2 separate regions of the Xenopus tropicalis genome follow, and region 1 is linked to region 2. The links are chromatin contacts, called in public Hi-C maps. All regions are on one chromosome and are shown on one strand. The core of a region is the stretch at or near the end of the contact, and the rest is flanking DNA. Distances in the headings are between cores, read along the strand shown. Region 1 overlaps pcdh19 (protocadherin-19). Region 2 holds the start of pcdh19 (protocadherin-19).

Evidence for each region. Hi-C and Micro-C count contacts between places; a contact is called where the count stands out from the background.
Region 1: a Hi-C map of neurula embryo shows a contact between it and region 2, with 2.1 times the contacts expected there. The contact joins the enhancer-like site here to the promoter of pcdh19 in region 2. A contact is called at or near these places in 3 of 5 Hi-C or Micro-C datasets (brain, gastrula embryo and neurula embryo).

What each region holds. Positions count from the first base shown.
Region 1 is chr8:52,829,001-52,835,238 of UCB_Xtro_10.0, forward strand. The region is part of intron 2 of pcdh19 (protocadherin-19); the gene reads left to right. Among named protein-coding and RNA genes, the nearest start is that of pcdh19, 48 kb to the left of the region's middle. Within about 2 kb of position 3,916, at least 5 of the 11 cell types and tissues checked have an H3K27ac peak or open chromatin away from gene starts, as enhancers often do. A contact at or near this core is called in gastrula embryo and neurula embryo, where this site is marked.
Region 2 is chr8:52,780,195-52,786,226 of UCB_Xtro_10.0, forward strand. It overlaps pcdh19 (protocadherin-19), which reads left to right and starts at 4,365. Exons shown (of 5, transcript XM_012969243.3): 1 at 4,365-6,032. The coding sequence starts at 5,338.

The sequences.
Region 1 (6,238 bases), core at 2,666-5,165, 48 kb after region 2:
CAATAGATCACATGGGAGTTGCCAGTAGCCCCTATGCTGGGCAAGTATATAGATTTAAATCACCTATAGCAGTTACCCTCTGTGCCTTTAGCTAAATCCAGCCTTGTCTAGAGTTGGTTATACAAGGGTACAGAGGGAGCAGCTTTTATCTTGGCATTTGGCTCAGATGGCTCACTGTCTTCCCTCATGTCACTCTATTTAAGTGGATCATTTTTCACACATTTTTGCATTAAAATAAATTCTGTGAAATGTTGTGCTGTGGGTGTGCCACGTGAGCAGTATACGTCAGTTTGCTCCATCCTTGCTTGCACTACACATGCTTTTTATTTCATGACCCCAGTGCCGTGCTCTACACATTTCAGACCAGATCATCACACACATGATTCACAACTAACTCTCAAGTGACTCCATTTTTTTCTGTGTTGTGCTTAACAAAAGGGATAATTGAATGTTAGAACCCTTGCATGTTGCTTACTTATACTGACAGGGTCATTTATTTGAATGGCAGAGGTTAAATACAGCTGATTAAAGCGCTGTCCTGAGGTGAACTTTCAGCAATGGGAGGGAAGATTAAATCAGTTTAGATACAAAGGCAGCCGCCTGCCCCATTTCCTGCCACTCTCCACACGTCCAGCGCCAGAAGGGGCAACCATGCCTTCTTTTTAAACCATCTCAGTTTAAGAAATGCTTTCTGTGACTATTTTAGATGCATTAAATTGGTTTATGATTTTAATAAAATGATTTTAATAACATTTCCGGGAATGCTGGAATATTTTTCAGGCAAGTACAACCTGCATATTGGTGACAGCTGCTTGCACCTGCCTGCTATAGGGCTAAAGACAACTTTTTATTTAAATTTCCTGGTTCCTTATCAAAAATGAAAAGTGCCTGCAGGTCTAGTTACATGCCACAGTATAACTATATCAGTTTTTGGAAGCAGTGACACAAAGCCATTGTTTAGATTTGCTGAGCAATGATTTGATTATTTGTCTCCGCTGAATATTTTAAGAGCAGTGCCAGCATTCTTGGAGAAACTTTTCCAAAGGCTCAAAGGCAGGTATATCTGATTTAATTGTAGCTTTAACCTGTTAAGTCCTTAAAATACTACCCCCCTTATAAAATTAAAGGCAATTAGTTGGTGCACAACCAATAAGATGTTTGCTTTTAAACAGGTGACTGGTAAATGTCACCTGCTGATTGTTTGCTATGAGTTACTGCACCTGAACACACTTAGTAGGGTAATTTACAAAAACAAGTGTGCACAGTGCAATTTTGGTTGTGTCTTTTGTCTTTTGCCCATTATGCACAATTTCCCCCATAATTTCAATGCAATATGTACACTGTAAATGTGTCTTAAACTTTCCTTTCAAAATGTTGTTTGCATCTAATTCACTCGGTGCAAGTCTAGTGCACCTATTGATACAACCTGTTGTGGAAATCCTGGAGTGCCAGCAGCACCAGGGTTCCCTAGCGGCAATAGGCACAGCTGGACACCAATAATCTGAGCATGTAGGGTGCAAGTAACCCAAACTACCAGTCAGCTTAATGTATTTATTGATCTGCTTTTCTGTAAGCAAAAGTCTGATTGGTTATTAGACCTGGACCAAGCTTTGTGACTTACGTTACATTTGCCATAGTTTGCTGTGCAAGCGTTCACTGAAATAGGTTACAGCTGTAAGGGGAATATACAGAACATCTGGTATGGTTTGTGTGCCTATGCGTGCACACCAGAAGATTCGCTGATTGTCATCATTTTGTGGGCAGCCAATCTGAAGGAATTTGCCATGACAGTTGTCCCAGAAGCTCATCTCCTGTAGCTCACCTCCAGCCAAGTCAGCCCTTTTCTCCTTAAGCAAATGTGCATTACAACATGTGTGGGATAGCCTTCTGATTTGACTTTGTTTCTAACATCAGTCAATATTCTGCTTTTTAAAAATGTGCAAAGCTACTATGCAGATTTACGAATTCCTCTGTGAGTCTGAGAAAAAAAAATTACATTTATGAATATTCATAATATTTGTTCACATTTTTTCTCCCAGCTTGAATATTTGTATTTGTTTCAGTGTGTGTTTTCCCACTAGTTACTAATAGTAAATTGTAGTTATATTAGTATAATAGAAGTTTTTGGGGATGTTGGTAAATCCACCCCATGATGTACTAGGCAGAAATAGAGACACTGTGAGTATAAATGTCTATCATAATATCAGTGAGATGCTATGTCCTTCTGCAAAACTACCTTAAAACCAATTTGTCTTAGCTTAAAGGAAGCCTGAAGGTTTGTGCACAGTTATGTTTTAAGCCATCAAATTTACCTACTCAACAAAAGTTCTTGCAAACTCCAGAGATGTTGTGGGTCGAAATAAACTGCTGAGAAAGGTAAAGGTGCTGAATAATTTTGTTTGGGAATTTTAAGCAGTTTTATGTTTAGAGAAAGATTTATTCTTTTGTTATTCAGTAGCTCGGTAGGGCTGCCACTGTTACAGACACAGAGAGGGGGCTATCTCACATCTACCATTCTAGAGCTACAGTAGACTCTTTCCCTTGGCATTTGCAAGAGGAGGAACTATCATAAGTGCAACAAATCTATGGGCCTAGCCCTTATATTTCTAATTTATAGTTCCAAAATGACTGCATTGGAGCTTTTCATGCGTATTAACAAGGCCTGGACTGGCAATCTGTGGGTTCTGGCAAATGCCAGAGTGGCTGCTGTAAGATGACTGTAGACAGTCATTATTTAGTGGGCTGGCCTCTGTTATTATTTTGAATCTCAGTCTGGACCTCATTTGAAGCCACTGGCATTTGGTTAAACTTGCCAAATTTTGCAGATTCTCTGCAGCGCCTCTTGCAAGTGGTTGTGACAATTTCAAAGCTCAGGTGTGTCATTCTGTGGAATAAAATGTAAGACCTTAAGGAAATGGCTACTAGTGATGAGCGAATCTGTTCCGTTTCGCTTCACCGAAAAATTCGCGAATCTTTCAAAAGATCCGCAAAACGGCGAAAAATTTGCAAAACGGCAAAAATGTTGTGTGGCAAAAAAAGTGTCACCCGAGATTCTTTTGTCACCCGCGGCTATTATTTTGTTGCGTGGCTATTATTTTGTCGCCCGCAGCTTTTATTTAGTCGCGCGGCTATTCTTTTGACACCCGCGACTATTCTTTTTTGATGCCAGCGACAATTTTTGGACGTGCGGCAAATTTTTCCGCGGCACATTTTTTCATCCGTTTCGCAAAGCAATCCGCCAATGGCGAAATGCGGAAATTTGCCGCGAATCCATGCCTGGCGAAACATGTCGCCCATCACTAATGGCTACTTGAATAAATGTTAAAAACAGGCCTGGACTGGCAAGATCCCATAGACAGTTACTTTTGCACTGGGTTGGTGGGGGGCTGTTTGTGCCTCGGTGAACTTGGAATGCCAGGGCCTATTTTGAATCTTAATCCAGGCCTGGTTAAATGCCCTCCACAACCGTTATTTTTGGTTTCAAAGCCAATTGCACTGACCAGTTTTGAAGCATGTGTCCGTTCATTAACCCATCCACCCACCCTTCCATTTCAGTTATCCATGTAATGGAATTGTAGTGAAATTATGACGCACTTTACTCATGACGGTTTCTAAGAAAGCAATGAAAAATGAGGTATGTGTGCATCTGTGAAGTGAAGCCGACCAGCTGCTGCCCAGCTGTATACATACTAACTTTAGGGCATAAAATTGGTTCCGGGGACACACAGGGCAAATTTGCAGCTCTGATAGACAAAGTGAAACTTTCAGTAGGGGGCGTGAGTTTCATTAGCATTTGTACTCCACAGGAAACAAGCGTGGAATAGGCTATCAATTCTCCCTAGCACTGGCCAAAGCTCCCAACTCAATAGCTGGGGCCAGGTGCGAGCACTTAGCCTTTTCATCTGACGCCGGCCCATTATCGGTTTTGCACACGCCCATAAAGACTGCGATTTGTATGCGTGACAGGCCAGGGAGTCTGTGTCCTTTCCATCTGTATCACAAAACAATCTTTGTACTCGGGGGAGAGACTCATAAGATTGATGGTGTTTCTCGGATGCTAGGTTGCAGCATACTGGAGACAAGGAAAAGGGATATGTATCCTCACACCAAGCACAAGCCATTTATTGCTCGTCCCAGATCCTTCACATCCTAATCAGAGAGAAAAATAAGAAGCACTTGTAATAGCACCCTCTTTCAATCAATATTCCACTGGCCCTTCAAGCTTATCATTTGTGGGGAGCAAGCTGTTGAAAAGAAATTACTCTCTATTTGTACAGAGATATTATCAGGTATTAATATTGGACTGTCAGTTGGGATAGAAATCTCATCAATTCACATTTAACCCTTTTGAGATGTTGCCACTTGTTTATGCTGCATATATCATAAAGGGACCAGCACATATAAAATTAGCAGTGGCAGGTGGTGCTCAAAGGGTAAAATATTTCTTAACTGCTTACCAATTGATAATCAAAGTATTGTAAGCTGAATATCTACTTTTATGGTAGGGTAACTGAACAGGGTTGCTATTGCCATGCATATCTTTCTTATTATATGTCTTTCCTATCAATAACATTAACATCAAATGCCTTTTTGTACTGACTAGGCAGGTAAAATACCAGACAACTGGCAATCCTAGCACTGAAACCCCAGCAATGCATCATAGAAACCCTGTGGGGGACTGTTTTAAAATCAAATACAGCCGGCATAGTCACAGTTTGTACCAGGTCCAGTAACACAGAACAACCAATAAGATATTTGCTTTTAAAGAGATCTCCAGTTAATGCTATCTGCTGACTGGTTTACTAGTCCTGTGAGTTTTGGTACTTTATCCTTGTTTTTTGTGAGATATTTTTAATATTGGGATGCGCAACCTATGGTCTGCGAGTTGTTGTCGAACTGCAGCTTCTGCTCATGGCTGTCAGGTGATTGTCATAGAGTCATAGGCTTGCTATCCCTGAAATGGTCCTTATTTTCATTTAAATTGTGATCTCAGTCTTCCTGCAGCTCCAGTCCCACCCCTGGTATACACATTTCTAACACTGATTCTTTTGACAAACAAATAAATTCATCAACATAAAATTTAACCCTTTAAGGGTTGACTTTTTCTTTAAAGGGGTAGTGAGTTCCAGACAATATGTAAACTAGCAATGAATAACCTGTAACTTGGAGAAGTAGAATCTACTGAGCCAACGCTCGTAACTTGTGTGTCCTATATAACATTCTGTAGTCTGTTTTCTTGACATCTGATTATAAAAAGGAGCTTTTGGCTTAAGCCTGAGTGGGAGGTGGGTACAGGTGGCCTATTGCTGTAGCCCCTGCAGCTGCCCCTCAGAGTTTATCTCTGGGAAGGGTAGGGTGGGGTGTAGGTTCATATTTTTCTAGTGCATTTATTAATAGTCAGCAGAGAGGTTTCCTTTCATATTTTTTATAGGAAAACATCTGAAGACTGCTATACCCTCCAACCTTTATAGAATAATAAACAGTGCTACAGTATGTGTTGGGTGGTCAGAAGTGAAATGTTTTGTAAAATGTAGAACATAGCTAGGACCACAGGAAAAGCTGAAGTCCAATTCACATTCCACAGAATCATTTGTATCAGCAGGGGACTCTTTAGCACTCCCTTACAAGTAAAACACGCAGACTCTTTTCAGGTGGTGGGACTGCAGCAGGGATACTAAGAAAATATATGATGACATAATGACTGAGCACAGAGGACAGAGCTTGAGTAGGTTATGGCTGTGACAACCTGGCCTCATATCAACTGTTCCCTCAGCTCCCCTTATTGTTATTGCAATAGAATTCACAGAAGAGCTTTGGAGACCCTTAGTTTTTGAGAGAATACATTCCTCGTATCATTGTTAGAGAGAGAATTTTCTTTAGTCTTTTAAGAGGAGAATTCTATACCCTTTGTGCACTGGAGGTGTTCTCAGGCCATTGTGTTTGAGATGAATCAAATAAATTGGAAAGCTCCTTGACATCCCAGAGGTTAATAAAGCTTAAAATCAAACAGCCAGAAAAATAATGCTAGTAAGAAGAATTTCCTAGCATTACTAAGGAATGCTAGAAAGTGCCTTTGTTTCCTAGCTGCCAGAAGATGCATAACAATTCATCCTATGGAATGGGTAGTTGCGGCTGTCAGTGTGCATTCTGCTGCCTGAACACTTCTGTTATTTCTCTTGTGAGCTCATGCCTTCAAGGGAGGTGCCGAAGATAATCTTTCCACAGCCCAATCACAATA
Region 2 (6,032 bases), core at 3,115-5,614:
TATATAAAATGGCATGGTAACATTAACCGATGGATGCTTGGCAGAATTAAACATGTGAGATAACTAGGAAACTAAAAGCTAGGGAAATAACATAAGGGGAATTTTGATCACTGCTATTTGTAGCAGCCATAAAAATGTCAGCAACCCACTGTCTCTTTGAGGAGCCATTAATGGGAAGAGATGTATGTTACACCGAATTTACGATTATTACCGGAAAATCTGCGGGTGTGTGTTCTCAGGCATTAATGGCCAATGCACAGCAGCTTGCAGCGCTTCCCAGTGTAAACTTATCTACAGCAGAGGGCTGCAAACTACAGTACATTCCCCCTGGGCTATAGCTTTTAGTGAGGGTCACTTGGTAACTTATCTGCTGTTCTAGGCCAACCAGTCCAACCCTGGGGCCACAAGGCTACTGTGATACCAATATCTACAGTTAGCATTAATGTGTGTATATAGGGTTTATGTATGTGAGTGTATAGATAGGTCAGTATAGGTTTGTGTGTGCTGGGTTTACTTGGAAGGGTTGAACTTGATGGACTCTGGTCTTTTTTCAACCCTATGTAACTGTGTAACTGTGGGTAGGTTCTGCATCAGTACTGCATTCCAATGCTAGGGCAGGCAGGGTAGGCAGGGTAGGCAGAGTAGGCAGGGCAGGCAGGGGAGGCAAGTCCACAAATGCTTGAGAATATAGTGGTGCTGCACTATCACTCTTATCAAATGTACATCTATAGCCATAGGCTGTTTTCCAGCATACAGTCATACTGCACTTTATTCAGGGCCCCACAAGGCTATTTGGCCCCTGGCATCTGTTACCAGAACGCAGGACACGATATGGCCTAGAAAGCATTAAAGTAACAAATTACAAAATATACTCCATATTAGATCGCATTGGTTTCTTTAATTGTAGCCACTGAGTATATGAAACAGGTTACATCTCATTCCATGTTATCGGTAATTGCTGACTGGGGTATACCCCTACCCCCTTGGTTATATGTAGCCAAACAGCCTGCAGCACAGGAAAGGGTTAAAGGAAGGAGACTGATACAGCTATTCCCAGTAGGCTTTTCCTTGATCCCTAAGCAGATCATGTGCTGGGCTTTTTAGGTGTGATTATGATTGTAAGAGGCACTGCCATCTTCCATGAGTTCCTATCTTGCCATCTTTCGCTTTAGAAGACAGCAGCAGCAGATAGACTCTCTATTACAGCTCCCCAGGGAGGCCCGGGCTATGCCTTGCTTATTCTGGCTTGTTGTGTGTGTGTGTGTGTGTGTGTGTGTAGCTTCTCTTTTATGTTAGTACAGTTAATAACTGTACCTGAGTAATTCTTCCATTTCTATGTACCTGGGGGATTGTTAATGGTAGAACATCCCATTCAGACTCTCTTCTCCAGCTCAATCAAATCTTGGAGGCGCCAGTTCACTTGTATTGATCAGTGGGTTCCTGACAGCCTTTGCCACAAGGAAGCAGCTTCCTTGGCTTCAGTGTGTATGGAGCTGATAGAGCTGAGCCCAGCCCCGGCTAAAAGCTCTCTGTGCTGCTGCTGCTGCTGCTGAGTGTGGGGCAGGGGAAGCACATTGCACACCTTCCGCCTTGTCTGTAGCCCCAGCCGGCAAGGGCACTGCTGCTCACAGTCAATTAAAGCCAAAGCAGGAGATAAGGGCACTGGCTGCTGCCTGTAATGCAATGCTAAGGTGTCTTTGGTAAGAGACCGACACTGTATGGGGCTATCAGATTCCTCCCCCCTCCCGGCTAATGACATATCTCTTTCTCTGCACATTCCTCTTCCCCATTCATCCCACTGAGGATGTCTGCCAAGTAACTCAACTAATCCTTAAAGGGTTAATCGCAGCCTGGCTTTATACTGGGTTTGGCAGCTCACATTGGGCGCTGCAACTTGATGATGATATAGATGATGATAGATAGATAGATAGATAGATAGATAGATAGATAGATAGATAGATGATAGATAAATAGATGATAGATAGATAGATAGATAAATAGATGATAGATAGATAGATAGATAGATAGATAGATAGATAGATAGATAGATAGATAGATGATAGATAGATAGATGATAGATAGATAGATAGATAGATAGATAGATAGATGATAGACAGACAGATAGATAGATAGATGATAGATAAATAGATGATAGATAGATAGATAAATAATAAATAAATAGATAGATGATGATAGATAGAAATAGATGATAGATAGAAATAGATGATAGATAGATAGTTAGATAGAAATAGATGATAGATAGAAATAGATAGATAAAATGTCTCTCTCATCTCTATAATCATCTCTCAATATCTTTAAATCTCTATCATCTATTATCTGCACCTCCCCTTAATCCCCAGTTCACTATATGTGGCTAAGTTTAATGGGTGCCTCCGTTTAGCCTACGGGTAATACTAAACCCAACAAGCCGTGTGTAACTGTCAGGCCCAGGGGTGGGGGCTCAGCAATCCCTGCTGCCTAATTGCACTTCCATTGTGACCTCACCCCCCGTGTTGCCGCTGCTCCTCTCAGTGTATCCGCTCATTCATTTGAGCCGTTACCCAGGACATTAGCGAGTTCATGCCCCTTCAGTCCCGGCTGTGTGAGCGGAGAAGGTTGATCCAGGGAGCAGCCCCCTCCCATCCCCCTATATTAAATGGCACCTTGCAAGCCATCAGCGCTCTCCCACTCCTCCGCTCTGCCCTTCCCTGTCTCCCCTGTCAGTCGCACATCCTTCTGTGTAACATTACACGAGCATCTTAACGTAAACCATTACCATCGATTTCCTATAAAGGGGGGGTTGCCTTTAAATAATGGGACATGTTGTCCTTTCATTTCTACATTTAATCGCTGCAGCAGCAACGTGAGTGCCTGTACAGTAGAGAGATGCCAGGGATCAAGCCTCCTGCTGTGTGCCAGGCTGCCAGCCTCAGTGTACATGGCAACGCGTAGCAGCCGCACAGTAAAGGCCACATCAGCCCTCATATGGAATCTATCCCCCAGCATTACACATGGAGCCGCCTGTGTCACTGGCTTACTATTAGTTTCATGTGGCACAGTGGGTTAGTACTGGTACACGGGTGGGGGGGCTTCTTTGTCACCCACTGGCAGATGGGAAATAGTGATCTGTACAAAACTCACTCACCCTACTATTACTCATGAATGGACTGTACAGAGAGCTAGAGATAGGCAGGCAGAAAGATATATATATAGAGAGAGAATGTGGATATTTCTATAGAATGTTGATATCATATGTCTATGTATATGTATGCTTGCCCACAGTATAGGTGTGTGTGACAGACAGGTAAAGGTGGTTAATCTTTAGGTAACTACAAGCAGCTTCACTTTTTTTTTTTAACATTTTTTTTTGAGTGGCAGTAGCGTTGCCCGGCCCACAAAGGGTTAAGCTGCGGTTCATTTGCCCGGTACAGAAGGCAGCAGGTTCCCACGAATAGAAAGTAATGGGAGCTGGGGATTGTAAGGTTATCCTATTGTAGCCGGGGAGGGACAGGTAGCAGCAGTAAAGCAGGGCTGCGGGTCGGGCTGCGAGTCGGGCTGCTGAGCGCTTTCCCATGATGGATGGCTGCTGTACGCGCTGTAAATATAGAGTTTTAGCACTTGCCGGTGACCTGCATTAACAGAGACAACACTGCTGTCAGCGCATCAGCCGCCGGCTAAGCGCTCATCTCCGAGCCGTTTAAATCGAGCTGATCTTGCTGTATTCAGTCGTGCGACTAAGGCGCATAGACTGGACTCTCTCCAGCCGCTCGCACACACACACAAGCTACACTCACACACAAGCTCCAACCTACTGCCGCCCGGCTCTCCCCTTCTCTTCAAGGGCATCGGGACACTGGCATGCTTGCAATGAAATGCCCCCGATCTCCATTCAAATCTCATCCCAATAGGGCAGCCCCAGGCAGGCAGCCCTAGCGCCAGAGCAGTGAGGGGTAACCAGCCAGCGCTGCTCTCCTGCTGTAGCGCGACTACATCTCCCAGCAGCACCCACACCCCGACTTGCCAAGGCTACTGCTGCTGTGCCCCAAGCAGGACAGGTGGAGGGAAGCTCAGTGGGCTAATGTGTCAGGGTGAGCAATGAGCAAGCATGAGAGCAAGCTGGGGGCAGCCCGGGCGCAATGCAGAGAATAATCCCCTGTAGAAGCCTCAGTAGCAGCACCATGGACACCTCCTCTCCGCAGCTCCGTTGCTGCTGACTGGGGAACTTTCTCAACCCTTGTTCGAAATTTGAAGCTCCCCATCCCCAATCAGAGTCCCCCCCTCCTCCTGGCGCGCCGTGATTGGCTGCAGCATGGAGTAGCTTCCAACTTAGCACTCCCCCTCCCGTCTCTCTCCCTCTCTGTAGATTCAGTCAGAGCGCAGCCAGTAGTTTGCAGCAGCCAAGCGAGAGGCAGCCGGGCGCTTGTTATAACAGGGACTCAGCGCTACTACAAGAAAGGCACATCCAGCCAGGGATAGGAATAACTGCAGGCTACACTGATGGCACCGAGCAGCTAATATACAGGTGCCGCTTTTTTCCTCCTTTGCGCAGTGGATTTTAAACTACTTCATTGAGGAAGGTGATCATTTTCTCTCTCTCTTCCTACTGAGATGAGATGATGCCGGGGGCCACTTGTTCTTTTTGGGCATGATGTGGTGCTTACTACTTGACTTCTGCTCCCTGCCATCGCATCGCTAAGGGATCTATTATCTGCCCCAGAAGCCCCTCACATCCCACCCTCACACCCCACCTGCTCAGCCCCTAGCAACCCTCACACGGGGAGCCAGCAAGGTGGGACATGGGATTTTCTTGGCAGATGCACAATTGCAGATGAAAGCCGGCGGTGGGCACTGTGCATTGCGTAAATGAATGAATGGTGCTGAGACTCATCCCTGGCTACATTCATCATTTTAAAGGACACCTTTATTTTTCTGCCTGGATTTCAATGGATCGACCCAGAAAGGGGCTAATTTACTCCACAGAGACTGTGTGACATGATCCCGGGGAGCCCAGGTATTGGCACAATAAGGCAATGACTACAAGCCATGAGGGCGCGATTAAAGTGCTCAACCGGTGCGCACTGAGAGCTGCTGCTGCTGAGTGACACGTTGCGCCTGCAGAGCAGGTGTCTTCCCCGGCAACTCACTGTGGCTTCCCATTGCTTCTCGCCCATAGCCCAGCCAAGGTAGAGCCGCAGCATCCCTGTGCATGAACTGCTCAACTTCAGCTCTGCATCTCTACATCCATTTCAGCTGGCACAGTGAGTGTGTATATGATTGTGGATTCCTGTTTGTACCGCTCGCCTCCATCTGTAGTCCTGATCCATTGCCCCTTCTACTATGTGGTTGTGGCTGAGCAGGGAGATGGATTTGTTGCACATTTTGCTTTTGCTGGTAGTGTCCTGGACTCGATCCCGAGCTCTGATCAACTTGAAATACACAGTGGAGGAGGAGCAGAGAGCTGGGACTGTAATTGCCAATGTAGCTAAGGACGCTAAAGATGCTGGCTTTGTGCTGGACCCCAGGCAGCCTGCCTTCAGAGTGGTCTCTAACTCAGCCTCCCATCTGGTGGACATCAATGCATCGGGCTTGCTAGTCACCAAGCAGAAGATAGACAGAGATATGCTGTGCAGGCAGATCCCCAAGTGTGTCATCTCATTGGAGGTCATGTCCAACTCTATGGAGATTTGTGTCATTAAAGTAGAGATCAAGGATCTTAATGATAATGCACCCAGTTTTCCTACTGACCAGATTGACTTGGAGATCTCTGAAACAGCAAGCCCTGGAACCAGAATCCCTCTAGAGAGTGCATATGATCCTGATTCCGGTAATTATGGGGTGCAGACCTATGAAATTACCCCCAATGATCTGTTTGGCTTAGAAATAAAGACAAGGGGCGATGGGTCTAGATTTGCTGAGCTGGTAGTAGAGAAAGCCTTGGATAGGGAGACCCAGTCTCACTACAGCTATATTATCACAGCCCTGGATGGTGGGGATCCCTCCAATTTTGGTACTGTGGAACTAAATATCAAAGT